Regions from separate parts of the Columba livia genome. Here region 1 is linked to region 2. The links are chromatin contacts, called in public Hi-C maps. All regions are on one chromosome and are shown on one strand. The core of a region is the stretch at or near the end of the contact, and the rest is flanking DNA. Distances in the headings are between cores, read along the strand shown. Region 1 holds the start of CIBAR1 (CBY1 interacting BAR domain containing 1). Region 2 overlaps RUNX1T1 (RUNX1 partner transcriptional co-repressor 1).

Region 1 (2,700 bases), core at 93-2,592, 700 kb before region 2:
GGGAAAGTAAGGGTGTCATTAAGTATCAGAATCATAGAACGGTTTGGGTTGGAAGGGACCTTAAAGATCATTTGGTCCCAAACCCCCTGCCATGGGCAGGGACACCTTCCACTAGACCAGGTGGCTCAAAGCCCCATCCAGCCTGGCCTGAACACTTCCAGGGATGGGGCATCCACAGCTTCTCTGGACAGCCCGTTGCAGTGTCTCACCACCCTCATGGTGAAGAATTTCTTCCTTATAGCTAATCTAAATCTACCTTCTTTCAGTATAAAGCCACTACCCTTTGTTCTATCACTACATGCCTTTGTCAAGAGTCAGCTTTCTTGTAGATCTTGTAGATCCCTGTTAGGTACTGGAAGGCTGCTCCCGGAGCCTTCTCCAGGCTGAACAACCCCAACTCTTTCAGCCGGTCTTCAAGCAGAGTTGTTCCAGCCCCCTGATCATCTTTATGGCCTCCTCTGGAGTCGCTCCAACAGGTCCATGTCTTTCTCACGTTGGGAGCCCCAGAGCCAAATAAGAGCAGAGTTTAGGGGCAGAATCACCTCCCTCGACCTGCTGGTCACAGTTCTTTTGATGCAGCCCAGTTGTTTTTCAAAATTAATACTATGTGGTAAATTCTCAAAAATGGTACATCTTTCCTATTTTATTGTAAGGCCTTCATGTCAGAAAGTGTTCCTCTCCCAGGGGGAAGCCACAAGCATGTTTCCTCACCCGCTTTACAATTTTGATCTCACAGTACTCCCATACAATGAATTTTGGGACATGAAACACTACATTTCCTTAGATGAGGGTGTGAAAAGGTTTTATTTTCTCCCCTCCTAATTATTTGTGACCGCTCAGAGGCAGCCACAAAATTGTCACTGAGAGGCCCAATAAAATCGCCAAGTCTTTACTTCACCTCTGCACAGCCCGTTAAACTAGAAAAGTTTTGCGGCCTCTACCGGAGGAAAAGAGGCGGATCCCCCACCCCTACGGCGCTCAGCTGCCTTAAGGGGAACTGGGCCCGCATCGCCCCAGACCCCCACGCCGCTCCCCGGTACCCTGACTGGAACACGGCCTCCCCCTCTGCCCGGCGAGGCCAGGCCACGCAGCCAGCCCCCGCCCCGCCACCCCCCGGGAGCAGCCCTTCGGGGGCGGGCAGGGACCCGCAACAAGCGACGAAACGGCGACAACCCGGGGCCTCCTTCGCCCTTCACCGTCCCGTTACCTGGCGTCCAGCCCGCGGCCCAGCAGCATCATGGCGGCGGCGGCAGCCCGGCGGGAAGGAGGGCGGCGCTCCGCGTGCGCCCGGTTTCCATGGACACCGCCCTCCCCGCGCCCCGCCCCCGCCCCGCCCCCGCCCCGCAGGCCTGGGTAAGGGCGGGCGGCTTCGTGGCGGGCTGGGGGGGCTGGCCGGGCTATGAAGACACGCACCTCTGTCCCCTCCGGCGGCCGAAGGGTCGTCAGGGCCCGAGCGCGCCGGTGGGCAGGGGCTGAGCCGTCCCGTTTCCGAGCTGGCTGCCCCAGGAGAAGTCCCGCAGTAGCAGAGTCACAGAATGTCAGGGATTGGAAGGGACCTCAAAAGGTCATCTAGTCCAATCCTCCTGCCAGAGCAGGAACACCTGGATGAGGTTACACAGGAATGTGTCCAGGCGGGTTTTGAATGTCTCCAGAGAAGGAGACTCCACAACCCCCCTGGACAGCCTGTTCCAGTGCTCTGCCACCCTCACTGAGAAGAAGGTTCTTCTCTTATTTGAGTGGAACCTCTTGTGTTACAGTTTGAACCCATTGCCCCTCGTTGGTTGTCATGGAGAAGACCCTGGCTCCCTCATCATGATAGGACAGAAAGCAGGAAGGGCTGAGACTGTCTCATTTAAAAAAAAAAAAAAAAAAAAAAAAAAAAATCAGATTTTTTTTGGTGAATACTGTTTTTCTGGCACGTCTTGGCTGGGCAAGTGAGAAAGCACCAGGGAAGCAGCCCAGCGGCCTGCGGCTGTTGAGGGACAGTGCTGGGGTTGGGCGGTCGTGGGGGAACATCCCATGGGGCACCAGGAAAGGTCTTTGAAAACAGGAAACAAACAAACAAAAGCACTTAAAAAAAATCCCAAATTCCCTCTCTGTAAGGATAATGCATTGGGACCGTGTGGTTATCACCCTGCCTCAACGCCAGAACAAGGCTGCGGGGTCAGCCCCAGCAGGGGTTGTGCAGGGTGAACACAGAAGAGGCTCTGGAGGAAGGAGGGCAGAACTGTGCTGTGCCCCGTGCAAACACGCTCAAAAATACTAAAAAATGCACAAGAGTTAAGTACTTAGACAAGTGTAAGCATGCATGGGAAGATTTTATAGGCTTGTCTGAACATGTGAATATAAACTGATTTTGTTAAGATGCGTTTTTTAACCTTTCATAATTTTTTTCTGTTAAAAGTTGATTATTTAGATCACTTAAGCTGAAGCTTTAGTTCATGTAAAGCCAACTACTCTTCCAATAATGAGGTTCTATTTAGATCTTTTCAGTGGTTTGCACCAACTAAGCTAAAACGAAGTGGTGCCATTTTTTCCTGAAAGAAAATTTGTGAAATGGTAAAACTCACCCCAGAGGTTTGCAGCCCTTAAGGACGTAGCAGACTAATACATCTAATCCCAAAATGTCCTTCAGACAGAGGCTGTTGGGGTGAGAGGACCACTGTTACCTGAAGGCCTTAAAGTCTTAGGCCTGCAGGC
Region 2 (2,700 bases), core at 26-2,525:
TACTGGAATCCAAGTATTTTCATCAGGTGGTTTTCAAGTTGTTAACATAGGAGGGAAAAAGCAAGTAGTTTACTTCAGATTTCACTTAGCATACAGGCATCCAAATTTCCAGGAACTTTAGCAGAATTAGACTGATGAACACCTGTGATGAGCCATTGCTGGAAGTCCTGCAGTAGGGTCCTGAAGAAACTGTGTCCCTGTACTGGAGGTATGTAAAATAGGATGATGGTAATGGAACACAGAGGCTCTGAAAGGGAGAATCTGCCTGCCTTGTGCCCATCAAAAGTTTTTGGCATTCCCTCTCCCCTCTGGTGTAACAGATACCAAATCATTGCAGTTTATTGTATTTAGTACTATTAAAATAAATGAATACTAACTTTGGGTAACCTTAAAAAGCTCAGTTGCGAACTGTGACAGTCAGCCAGTGCTACGTAAAGAGCTGTGATGCCCTTGGGTAAAGCAAGTATCTCCAGGAAGAGAGTGCAGCAGGATCAGGAGGTACGCTGCCACTGCTGCTGCCCAGCTGCCTGGAGATCTGTTGTCTCTGAACGCTTTTTCTTGCTTAAGTTTTATTTCCTAGCATAAGCTTTTTTTAAATGTTGCAGTCTAACGTCACAGTCCAACCACCAGATGTAAAACTCACTTAGGCAAATGAAAGTCTTCCATGAGACTGATGAACTGTAGGAGTGGTTGCTTCAAGATGCTGAGCATAGGTAGATCCTGCTGGTAGCATATCGATGACCTGAATTCTGAACCTAATTTTCAGATCTTAATGGCACTTTCCGTATTTTGAGGAGTTTACTGTTTCTGTAGTGTATCTGTCTCTTAAAAGCTGAACAGAAATGTTACCAGCAGTGAAAACTGACAGGGTTTATCTTGCTTCTGCCTTGGTCTGGGTGGTTGGTAGAAGGCAATCCGCCTTGAGACGCTTGATGTAACTGTACGGCTGCGGTGTGCTGAGGTCCGTTGTTCCCTGCTGTCACCCATGAGTTGTGTGGTGGAGGGTGTCACTCCCAGCAGTTAGAAGGAAGCCCAAATTAAACTTGGGTTTTGAACCCATGACCCTTCAGGTTTTATGAATTAGTAAGGACGTTATTTGGTGTAGGACTGCAGTTCTGATTCGCAGAACTTCAGCGCAACAGTGTGCTGCTCTTGGTATTTCTGAAGAACCATGTATTAAGGGCAAAATTAAACCAGGGAAGTGCTTGGGTGATGAAGGGATTTCTGGCAGTAACTAGGAAGTGCAATAATGGCTGATTTCTTTTGAGGCTGACCCTGATATTTGTAGTCTTTACATCCTATTAATTCCTTGAAAGATAAGCTGATACAAGAATGATTTGCCAGAGCCAATGGCTCTTCTAAAAATCTTGGCTCAGATTATATTCCCCCTTCTCTCCACATATAAGATAAAAGCGCTATGAATATGAGGTTAACTGAATTCAAATAGAAGGTTCTCCCGAGTTATTGCATTCCTTAGAAAATAAATACATTTCTCATATGGTTGAGATTGATCAAAAAAGTATTCTGTATGCCAGTGATTACATTCCCATCTGTGATTAAGGTTTTCTGTCTGCATCTGGTTTTCACATTATATTTCTGTAACAAGAATCCTTTATATGGCAGAGTTCACTCTCTGTATTTTCTATTAGCTGCAGCTTGAACTACTGCACGGATCGCAGATTTACACATGTGGTTTTCATTACTTCATACCATTGAGAAAAAGTAATATTTGTTTGGGAAAGTATGTTTTTCAAAATTTCCATGGTAATACAACATGTTGATCCTTCTTTATAACACTCTTGTAAGACTACAAATTGTTTGAGGCATTCTACTTTCAGTGAAGTTCAGACTTTAGACAATTTTGCATTTGAACAACAGCAGCAGTTTACAATTCAGGAGGCAAAAATAAATTTGAAAAAGGAGATTAACTTAGAATGGGTATAGCAGAATGTATCCATCATTTTGGAAAATGTGGCATGTAGAGAAAATGAACACGGGGCTGAAACAAAGGGAGGGTAGTAAGTTAAAGTGATGTCTTCATTGTGAAGTGGATGACAGATGGGTGCTTTTTTTCTTTTTGAGCAAGAACTTTTTTTACAGAAAGAGGTTTAAAATTTTTTTACCAGACATGAAAAAGGAGTATGCTATTCAGCAGACACTAACACAGAATTGTTATATATAATTTAACATATTTGATAAGAATTTTTTTTGAGTGGCCAAATTAGTAAAGGTTAGCAAAACATGAATACATCTTACAGATGGCTGCTGTGTGTAATTCTGAATCCAAAATATGATGTTAATTTAATGTTCCGCTGTAAGTCCATATTTCAACCAGATTGTGCTATCGTCACTCAGTAGAAAACTTAATGTTTAAATGATTTCAGTGAAATTAATAGGGCCACTTGGTCAGTGAAGGATTCTTCAGTTTTGGTAAGGGCATGAGTTTATGGCCATAAAAATCAGATCAAACAATAACAACAATTTAGGGAATGTTGTATGCGTTTATGGAAAAGGAAAGTGTTACGCTAAAGTCCAAACAATTGAAAAATACGCAATTCATGATTAGGCACAACTGAAAGGTAAATTTATTGCTTATATAAGAACATGGTGACAACTGGAGAATTTCATACAAAATAAAAATCAGTTTAGAAAAGTAGTTATTGCACCCAAGTTGGGGAGTCCTAACCACATTTTTGAGAT

The links. A called contact is a pair of places that touch in the nucleus more often than the background predicts.
Region 1: a contact with region 2 is called in a Hi-C map of crop, with 3 times the contacts expected there. The contact joins the promoter of CIBAR1 here to the enhancer-like site in region 2. A contact is called at or near these places in 2 of 2 Hi-C or Micro-C datasets (crop and liver).

What each region holds. Positions count from the first base shown.
Region 1 is chr2:137,238,423-137,241,122 of bColLiv1.pat.W.v2, reverse strand. It overlaps CIBAR1 (CBY1 interacting BAR domain containing 1), which reads right to left and starts at 1,342. Exons shown (of 8, transcript XM_065053973.1): 1 at 1,208-1,342. The coding sequence starts at 1,239.
Region 2 is chr2:136,535,221-136,537,920 of bColLiv1.pat.W.v2, reverse strand. The region is part of intron 1 of RUNX1T1 (RUNX1 partner transcriptional co-repressor 1); the gene reads left to right. Among named protein-coding and RNA genes, the nearest start is that of RUNX1T1, 18 kb to the left of the region's middle. Within about 2 kb of position 1,275, at least 2 of the 3 cell types and tissues checked have an H3K27ac peak away from gene starts, as active enhancers do.